2 separate regions of the Mus musculus genome follow, and region 1 is linked to region 2. The links are chromatin contacts, called in public ChIA-PET maps. All regions are on one chromosome and are shown on one strand. Each heading gives the region's core, a stretch centred on a gene start, on an enhancer-like site or on the middle of the called end of the contact. The rest is flanking DNA. Distances are from core to core; before and after follow the strand shown.

The links. ChIA-PET counts read pairs in DNA pulled down with a chosen protein or histone mark.
Region 1: a contact with region 2 is called in an RNA polymerase II ChIA-PET map of memory CD8 T cells, with 22 read pairs. The contact joins two enhancer-like sites. A contact is called at or near these places in 1 of 115 datasets of contacts at active chromatin or transcription factors (memory CD8 T cells) and 2 of 9 other capture datasets (liver and pancreatic islet).

The regions. Positions count from the first base shown.
Region 1 is chr10:70,179,040-70,183,848 of GRCm38.p6, reverse strand. Ccdc6 (coiled-coil domain containing 6) reads right to left here. Exons shown (of 9, transcript NM_001111121.1): 7 at 1,589-1,689. Among named protein-coding and RNA genes, the nearest start is that of Mrln, 23 kb to the left of the region's middle. Within about 2 kb of position 2,933, at least 61 of the 459 cell types and tissues checked have an H3K27ac peak or open chromatin away from gene starts, as enhancers often do. A contact at or near this core is called in memory CD8 T cells, where this site is marked.
Region 2 is chr10:70,036,498-70,041,760 of GRCm38.p6, reverse strand. No RefSeq gene overlaps it. Among named protein-coding and RNA genes, the nearest start is that of Ccdc6, 58 kb to the left of the region's middle. Within about 2 kb of position 1,665, at least 93 of the 459 cell types and tissues checked have an H3K27ac peak or open chromatin away from gene starts, as enhancers often do. A contact at or near this core is called in memory CD8 T cells, where this site is marked.

The sequences.
Region 1 (4,809 bases), core at 1,684-4,183, 140 kb before region 2:
TCGAAGACACAAAGAAACCACCTATCCACACAACAACAACAACAGCAGCAGCAAGAACAATAGATGTCACGGTAGTGCTGGCTAGATTCCAAACTAATAAAGCCAAGTCATTTCTACCACACTGTCCTAATTGTACTGCTTCTAGAACATCATGTCCCCTTCATGAACCTTAAGGGAAATCCTTGTCTTAATTAAGTATGGCCTCAGACAAAAGGAACCACAGTCCTAAGAAAGCCTTTGCAAGGCCACCCCTACAGTGACACTTGCCAACCTGGCACCCCGCTTGTCCCTCAAGTCTATCTGCAGCTTGTTTATCCACAGGCACAGAAACAAAAGCCTCCAGACATGAGCCTTCTCTCCCCCCAACCCCCCACTCCTGCCTCACGCCTCCTCCCTACTTCCTCTTCCCCCTCAGGGTGGACCACATACCCGCCCCCCTACACGGGAGCCCCAAGCCCTGCTGGTGCCCAGCCTGGGACACTCAGGAGTATTTGGGGTCAGATGAAGGCAAGCATGCTGGGAAAGGCAAGGCCCGTGCTAACAAAGCCAGCAGTGGGAGACGCTAGCTGTCTTGCTTGCATAAGCAACCTACCAGGCCAGCGAGGCTTGGCTCACAAACCACTGCAAGGATCAGGAGGCAGCTTGTGCTGGGGGTGGGGGGGTGAGGGGGAGTGGGAGACACTGGTTTTTGGATAAAGACGCTCAACTTGGCCTCCTCTTCGCCCAAAGACCCAGAGCTAGTAACCCGTGACTGGCTGCGCTTCTATTTTCACAAGGGAAGAAAACGATGCCCAGATTACTACCGACAGCAAAAGTGAGATTAAGGCAGTTGGAATGAAGTGAAGGAACCCATAAAAGACACATGGGAAGACATCCTGCAATCAACCCAGGAACCCTGCCCATCCCCTAAGACTAGTCACACACACAGTCTTCTAGAAAGAGGTTTTGAAGTCAAATTGAAGGTCGTCCATCACCACCACCATCATCATCATCATCTGTACCTAAGGCTCAGTGAACACTGAGGAAGACGGGGCAGACAGATAATATGAAATCCTCAAAGATAAAAGTTAAAAAGTAAAGAAAAACACTAAATAATAAATAATTAAGAAAGTAAATCAAGGGACTTTGTTGTTTAAGGTCTCCAACCAATAAATACTCAGTACTAATGGTGACTTAGATTTAAAAATCACAAAATAGAAGGGAATACAACCACAAGAGCTAGCTAAAAACCATCGGTGAGCATCTAGCTAAATCTGTGTGAGGGCCTGGGTCCAATTCCCAGTGCCACACAGGCACACATTCAGTCATATACACACATACAACCCTCCCAGCCCCCCAAACAGCCCTAACACATACACACAGCCCCTGCCACAGCCCTAGCCATACACACAGCCCCCCAAACAGCCTCAGCCCCCCACAGCCACATGCACAGCCCCTTTGCAACCCCCCTACAGCCCCCCATATACATATACACACAGCTACATATACACAACCACCACACACACACACAGCCACAGTCACACACATACACATGCGCACTAAACAGCTGGAAAACAGCCACACCGAGGTAGCCCGCAGACACACTCACCGGGTGATATAGGTCTGCTTGAGCTGGGAGAAGGCGTGTAAGGGATTGGGCTGGACACAGTGCGAGGTCTCAATCCTTGTGCAGACATCTCATTAAAATACCTGAAAGGAGAGAGGAGGAAGTGGTTCAAACACCCATGTTCACGTGGGCCTCAGCAGAAGAAACCCTAGGAGTGAAGCTCTCAAGGCACAACCTAAGGTCAAAATCCTGGGAGCTGGAGAGGCTGTACCCAGGGGACATCTCTAGTACAGAGGACTCCGGAGTCACACTGCTCTAGTCTCACAAGTGTCATCATCCCCAGAGACTTGTCGTAGCCACGCAACACATAAATATCACAAGGGACCTGTCCTGGAGTCCTGCCAGTGACCTCACAAGCACACAGATATATCTATTTGAATTGTTACTTGAAACTCAAAATCAACAGGCTCACTGATACTTAACACACTGAAGGACAAATATGCCCCTAGGCCGAGTGCCAAGGTTTTCACAAGGCAGGCTCTGCTTAACAGGTTAGAATTTAACAGAAGACACCAGTGCTGGGCACCCTGGGCGGGTCATGCCCAGCCACTCTGTGCTGAGTCTAGCTCACATTGGGCCCAAAGATGCTGACGTGTGATTACGGGGACCGTCGGCTTTCACTTTGCAAACCAAGCATACAGTGCTGATGCAGGGGGATTTCTGTTTGACAGACTTCCTGACAAACCATCCTCCCTGGTCTTAAGGCTAACCAGGCATGGACTTGGACCTCAGAGCACCATTAGCCCTGGTGTTTATTCACACGAGGGACTGACCCAGCCCCTTCCAAGCAGGTTAATGAAGCTTGAATGACACACAGCTCAACTAGACGCCTGTCTCTGTCTCCTTCCCTTCTTTAGGACAGTCCACCATAAGAACACCAGGTGGGGCGTTTCCTTATATTATACAAACAGGAAGGTGGTTTAAGATCACCCCTTACAGTCTTAAGTGTCTGGTATTTTCTTTCCCCTAGATCTATCTCAATGGCTCAATTCTGGGGTGCAGAGTGCTACTTAACCAGGTACTTAGCAACTCCATGGTACCTTGAATAACTTACAAAAATAAGTAAAAGCAGGGCTGGGGATGTAGCTCAGTTGGGGAGAGTTTTTGCAGCAGCATGCATGAAGCCCTGGGTTGTGCCTCTAGCACTCTGGTGGCACACGCCTCTAATCCCAGCAATCTGGGGCAGAAGCAGGAGGATCAAAACGCAAGGTTAGCTCAGGACTACAGGACACACCACCCCCCCAAAACCCACAAACACAACAACAAACCCAACAGAAATAAAGCAAACTTGCGCCGTGAACGTCAGCTCTGGAGGAAGTGGCCCATCTATCTGGAAGCCACATCTTCTAAGAGCGGCCCCTCTGAAGCCCAGCCCTAGGTGCTCTGTACTCCAGCTCCCCCGAGTCTTAAAGTAGTTAGTAAAATATCTAGTGAACTGCTTTGTGTTTGGGCTGACGTGTTCAGTCAAACCGTTTTACTGAGAATGGGAAACTGTCAAGAACAGACTTAGAAGCAGGGATTACAATTTCAAAATACAGTAAAACCTTTTCAAGTGAGGAAGCAGAGAGATTTTAAAGAGGGAAGCTTGTCATTCTTCTGTAACTTCTAGAGTCCCGTTTATAACTTGCCATTATTTTAAAAATCCGGTTTTCTTGAAAGCATCCACAGAAGTGGTGGGGAGCTTTGCAGTCCTCTGGATCTATGTCTCTGGATCTATTATTTCTCTGGATCTATGTCTCTGGATCTATTATTTCTCTGGATCTATGTCTCTGGATCTATTATTTCTCTAGATCTATGTCTCTGGATCTATTATTTCTCTAGATCTATGTCTCTGGATCTATTATTTCTCTGGAACTATGTCTCTGGATCTATTATTTCTCTAGATCTATGTCTCTGGATCTATTATTTCTCTAGATCTATGTCTCTGGATCTATTATTTCTCTGGAACTATGTCTCTGGATCTATTATTTCTCTAGATCTATGTCTCTGGATCTATTATTTCTCTGGATCTATGTCTCTGGATCTATTATTTCTCTGGTGGACAGAGGCAGAGGGCTGTGTGGCTAGTCACACTTTATCCTCACAGACCAGACCCCATGCGGTGGTTTGAATATGCTTGGTCCAGGGAGAGGTGCTATTAGGTGTGGCCTTTTTGAAGGAAGTGTGTCACTGTGAGGGTGTGCTCTGAGACCCTCCTCCCAGCTTCCTGGAAGCCAGTCTTCTCCTAAATGCCTCAGGAACAGGAGGTAGAAATCTTAAGCTCCTGTAGCCCCTGGATGTTACCATGGTCTCACCTTGATGATAATGGACTGAACCTCTGAACCTGTTACCCAGCCCCAATTAAATGTTGTCCTATGTTAAGAGTTGCCTTGGTCGTGGTGTTCATTGCAGTAAAACCCTAAGACACCCAGCTGGTGACCTAGGTCTCACACAGTGGGTGCCCACACAGTGGGTGCCCAGACATCTTAAGAGGCTCTAACTCCCTTTCAGTGAAATATGGCCACACCTGGTCAGAAATGGTCTGTGTCAGAAGAAGGCTAATTCCTTAGCTGGTGCTCAAAAAGCTCTTTGTTGTATTTGGATTTGTTAGTTATCTTAACGACTTCCTCAATACCAAGTGCTGAGGAGGAGACAAGAGGGCCGGATCTGACAGAGGTACCCATGCAGAGAGCAGCTGCTCTAGTTACCAGCAGGACGCTCATTCCAGCATAGGAGACAGAGAAGTGCAAGCTAAAGACACAGAAAACCCATTTAGTAAAAACAATGCGCAAAGTTTCCCAGAGTCGGAGGAAGAAAATGGCCGCGTGGATAGAAAGAGGCAAGATAGAAGAACCCTAAACGTCTTACAGTGAAGACCCCGAAAACACAGAGCAGCGGAATAACACTGAGGCTAGGGTGAAGGGTGATCTATGCAGGACAACAAGCAAGGGAACAAACAGGGACCTGTGAAGTGCCAAGGGTTGAGAAAAAAAGGATACATGTCAAATCCAAAAATCAATAGATAGAAATATTAAGATCAGGACAAAGTTCTAATGAGATGGAAATAATCATCAATAGTAATAACCCATAGTATTATTATTAATAATAATAAGCAATAGCGAAGCTGGCTCTTTGAAAAGTTAACTTTGACGTAGCCTTAGCCCAACTAACCTTGAGACAGAGACCAACCAAATTCAAAGGCTCATCAGGGCATAGTGTGAAAA
Region 2 (5,263 bases), core at 416-2,915:
GGTCATTGTGGGGGCAGGCTTTGAGGTCTTCTATGCTCAAGCCACACCCAGTATGGCACACAGTCCCCTTCTAAGGCTGCCTGCAGATCAACAGGTAGAACTCTCAGCTCCTTCTCTAGCAACATGTCTGCCTGTGTGCTGCCATGCTTTTGCCATGATGATACTGGACTGAGCCTCTGAACTGTAAGGCAGCCCTAATAAATGTTTTCCTTTATAAGAAGGTCATGGTGTCTCTTCACAGCAATGAAACTCAAACTAAGTCAGGCCTTTACCTACTTATTTGGCTGTGTGGGGCCTGGAATAAGGCAGACTTGGAGATGCAGGATCGGGTCTGGCCCAGGTGAGGCGGGTCTGGCCCAGGTGAGGCTGGTCTGGAATTGGCTTGCTTTTGATACTTAATAATCAGTTTCCAGCAGGACTCCTTCCATCAGAAGATAGGAAAATCCAATTCTATGATACCTAAAGAAAAAACAAAGAGACCTTACTAGATCTTGTTACTGAAAAGTTTGGAGTGCAGCTGCCTGCAGTTGCTAAGATGACATCACCAGAATCCCATGTCTTTCCTCTCTTCTCTGTCCTCTTCCCTCTGTCTGGTTCACTTTTCTCCATGTTAGCTTGTCTCTGAGGCTCATCTTCTTTCCAGAGGGCGAAGAAAGAAGAAGAGTGAGGGAGAGAGTTTGAGTCTGGATGGATCATAGCAAGGAAAACATATGAAGAAAAGAGAACAGACATAATGAGAAAAAAGCTCTTCCTCTTGTATGAATTTTCCTACTTCTGTCTTGTAGCATCTTTCTGGCTTTTCCTCATGGCTTCTGGATTTCATTTGTCTTCATACATCTGCTGACTCTTGCATTTTTGAATAATGAAGAGGTGAAAAGTTATCCATGAATCAAAAGATTCTCATTTAACGTTGTTGGCATCATTGTGGGTGAGTGTATAAAGCTAGCTTTGGAAGCAAGGCTGGCGATGTAGTTTGTTTGTAGAATGCTTGTCTGCCATGCGCCTTAGCATCACATAAAACCAAATGTGGTAGTACACTGTAATCCTGGTGTTCAGAAGGTGTAGACAGTAGAACCATGGGTTCTAGGTCATCTTTAGGTACATAGCAGGTTCAAGGCCAGCCCAAACTATATGAGACTTTGTCTCAGTAAAAAACAAAAACAACAAACAAAACCAAACTAACCACTTTTGGAACTTCCTCGGGACTGAACCCCCACTTCCTACTTTAAGTTGACATATTTGATATCTCAGACATTTTTTTTCTTATAGTAGCGTAAGTTGGGAAGCAGAAATGAAACCAAAGACGATGCTGCTGCTGCGGGGTATGGGGGTTGACCTCAGAGGAGCTGGTGATGAACCTCAGAGATGCGGTGCCTGCATCTGGGACAGGGTGTGATGTGGTTTTAGTTGGAGGATGCCTGCTTCCACCCAGGAGCCAATGGTCACTGATGGAGAAGAAGCTGCTGAAGCTGGTAGTCTAGGCGGAGAGCAGGGGCCAGCTGAAACAGAGCCCCAGAGTGGGTGTGCCCTGGCCTAAGCGGCAGGCTGCCCATGAGAGGGTGAATGTTTGTGTCACTAGCTTTCCGTGGTGCCACCCTACCTAAGCCGGACGGAAGACAGCCAGGCGCTCTGTTTCGCTTAAGCACAATCCTCTACCGGCAGCAGTAAAAGTCTGGTAGCATTCTCGGAGCATCGCTCCGTGCCAAGTACTCTTTGAAAGGCTTTGTACGGGTGATCTCACTTCCTCTATTTGCGGTTGGGAAGATAGCACCTGCTTGCCAGATGAGAGAACATAAAGGTTAAGTAAATTGCCCTGGGTCGTATAACCAGTACAACTCGATGAGAACCAAGGGGAGACATGTATGGACACGGAACTCGATCCTAGAGCTTAGTGTCTAAATGTCAGACTGTTTGGGAAAGTAACCTCACTCTTGGCAGCATTATCAAGTGCAGACCTCAGAAGGTCAAGGGAGGACTACGCTGGGCTCAACAGTATATTGGGAACGGAGCCATTGCTCTTTCCCCAACCAAGGGGATCACGATTTAGCGATGCCTTCTTTGCTGTCTAGGCCCCTCCACTTGGTCTCTAACATATAGCAGGGTTTCCTTCTCAAGCCCAGGGCTGTCTTGGAACCATCTCCTTTCTCTTTGCCCAGAAGACTCTGTCCTCTGTGGATGTTTTCTTTATCACGGTCCTTCCAGATGGTTCCATGTCTGCCACTGAAAACACACACACACACACACACACACACACACACACATATATATATATATATACACATACATATATATATGTATACATATACATATCTATATATGTGTACATGTGTATGTGTATATTTGTGCATACATTTATATACACATGTGTATATATGCATATACATACATGTACACTATATGTGTGTATATGTACACATACATATATATTTATATGCATATACACATGTGTGCATATTTACATGCATATATGCACATATATGTATATAGATATGTGTATATATGTATGTATGTGTCTATACACATACTTTCTTTTTTAACACACCAAGTTCAGTTTCCCCTCCCTTCCCTCCTCCCCACACCTTTCCTCTGCCTCATCCCCCCACCCCTATCCACCTCTCCTTCATTTTTCTTCAGAAAAGTGCAGGCCTCCTATGAATATCAACCAACCATGGCATATCAAGTTGCAGTAAGACTAGGCACCTCCCCTTGTACTGAGGATGGATGAGGCAACCTAGTGGGAGGAAAAGGACCCCAAAAGCAGGAGAAAGAGTCAGAGATAGGATTTCCTCTCACTGCTAGGAGTTCTACAGGAAGACCAAGCTACACAACTCTAACCTATATGCAGAGGGCCTAGGTCAGTCTCATGCAGGCTTTCTGGTTGGTGGTTCAGTCTCTGTGAGCTCCTATGAGTCCAGGTTGGTGGCTTCTGTGGATTTTCTTGTGGTGTCCTTTGCCCCTCTTCCTCCCTTTCCCTTCTGCAGGATTCTCTGAGCTTCAGAGACCACAGCCCAACATTAGATGAAACACTCCTTCTTCTTTTGGGGGGTGGGGGTGGTTTAGACAGGGTTTCTCTATAGCCCTGGCTGTCCTGGAACTCACTCTGTAGACCAGGCTGGCCTCGAACTCAGAAATCCACCTGCCTCTGCCTCCCGAGTGCTGGGATTAAAGGTGTGTGCCATCACTGCCCGGCTCACTCCTTCTTCTTAAGGGCCAGCACACACAACAATCATCTGTGAGCTGGCTCAGCTTTCAAACTTGACAACTGAGTTTGATCCTGATAACCCATATGGTAGAAGGAGAGAGGCAGTTTCTGCAGGGTGTCTGACCTCCGTGGATCTGCTGTGGTATGCGTACACACACACACACACACACACACACACACACACCCATGCAATAAAAAATTAACAGAAAATCTTTCATGCTGTATAAACTTACATGGTTTTATACCATTGGAAGGGATTGTTTCTAATATTATAGTAAAAGGATGTTTGTACCCATCTTTGCTTGGAGTTGCTGCAAATGTTCTTTATTTCTAGTTTAGGAGGGCTCAGGCCAAGAAGAAAAAGCTGGACACCACCCCCTCATACCCAACTATACTGTTATATAGATGTCAGAGAGACAAAGAGAGAGAGAGTGTGAGAGAGAGACAGACAGAGAGAGACAGAGAGAGACAGAGAGACAGAGAGATTGATTGATTGATTGATTGATTGATTGATTTCAATAAAAAAGTCATCATAGTCACAGGTTACAGGTGCCTTTCCCTGGAAATACCTTTCTGTCAGATACAAATTATAATGTTCAGTATTAAATGACTATGTAATGGTAAGCTTTTTGTCAACTTGACATAAGCTAAAGTCATCGGAGAAGACAGAACCTCAAATGAGAAAATGCCTTCACAGGATCTGCCTGGAGGCAGGTCAATAGGGCATTTTTTAGTGATTAATGTGGGAGGGTCATTTTGATCCTTGTGGGTGGGGCCACCCCTGGGCTGGTGGTTCTGGGTTCTATAAGAAAGCATGCTAGGCAAACCGGGAGGAACAAGCAAGTCAATAGCACCCCTTCAGGACCTCTGTATCAGCTTCTGCCTTCAGGTACCAGAATTGCTTGAGTTCCTGTCCTGGCTTCCTTCAGTGATGGACTGCAGTGTGGAAGTGTAAGCCAAATAAACCCTTCCCAAAACTTGCTTGTGGTCATGGTGTCTCATCACAGCGATAGTAACCCCAAGACAAATAGTCACTCTATAAATATTCGACTCCTACTAACCAGTTCTAATATATTGTTTTGTCAATTAGTTCTCAAGTCTTGTCTGCCCCAGGATTTCTCTAAACATCTATACAGACAATTAGCTTGAATATTCTAGATATCATGGCTTACATCTACAGTAGTCATGAACTAAAATGAAAACCTTTTCCTTCCTGTCTAAAGTCCCATTTAATGTGAAGACAGCCACGTAAATAGATTCTCACTGCTTTTATTGAAATGATATTAAGATGCTTCCTATATAAAGTAGAGAGCAGAAGACTCTATCATGAAGGAAGAGGGAGGACAGGCCAGTTCCACCTAATTCCCAACCTTTCCCTGTGTTGACCACATCTTCATGTGTATGGGAAGGGACCTACATCCCAGCCTGCCTGGCAGGACCACGTTCCATACTCACATGCTTTAAATGCGTGGTCCAACGGGAAACTTCCCGCACTTGGAAATTTCAACCCTGCAAACCTTGTATTGACATAGAAATTACATTTATTATTTTTAAAGGGTTATTTTATTTTAGTGTGTGCCTTAAAGGGGCAGGAGAGGACCTCAGATCTCCTGGAGCAGGTGCTAACAGGTACTTGTGAACCAATATGCGTCCTGGGAAGCAAACAGAAGCAAGCACTCTTAACCACTGGCCCATGTTTCTAATTCTAAAATTACATTCCTGAGTATTCCTGAGTGATTCATGCAGTCTGGGGACACAGGAAAACATCATATGATGTTAGCTTTTTTTTTTTTTTAGCTCTTATTCATTTGATGCTACTTTGTTTTAGGCAACCTTGACTATTCAAAGAATCATTTCATTTGAGAATCTCAATAATCTTACTTTGAGATTACTTGTAAAAGTTTGGGCCTGGTTCTTCCTCCCAGCCCCGAGCTCCCAGAAATAAGACTCAAGACTCAAAATATATTTGCAAATGCCTTGGCCATGTAGCTAGGCTCCTCTCTGACTAGAATCATAACTTAAGATAACCCATTTATTTTAACTTACATTCTGGCATGTGGC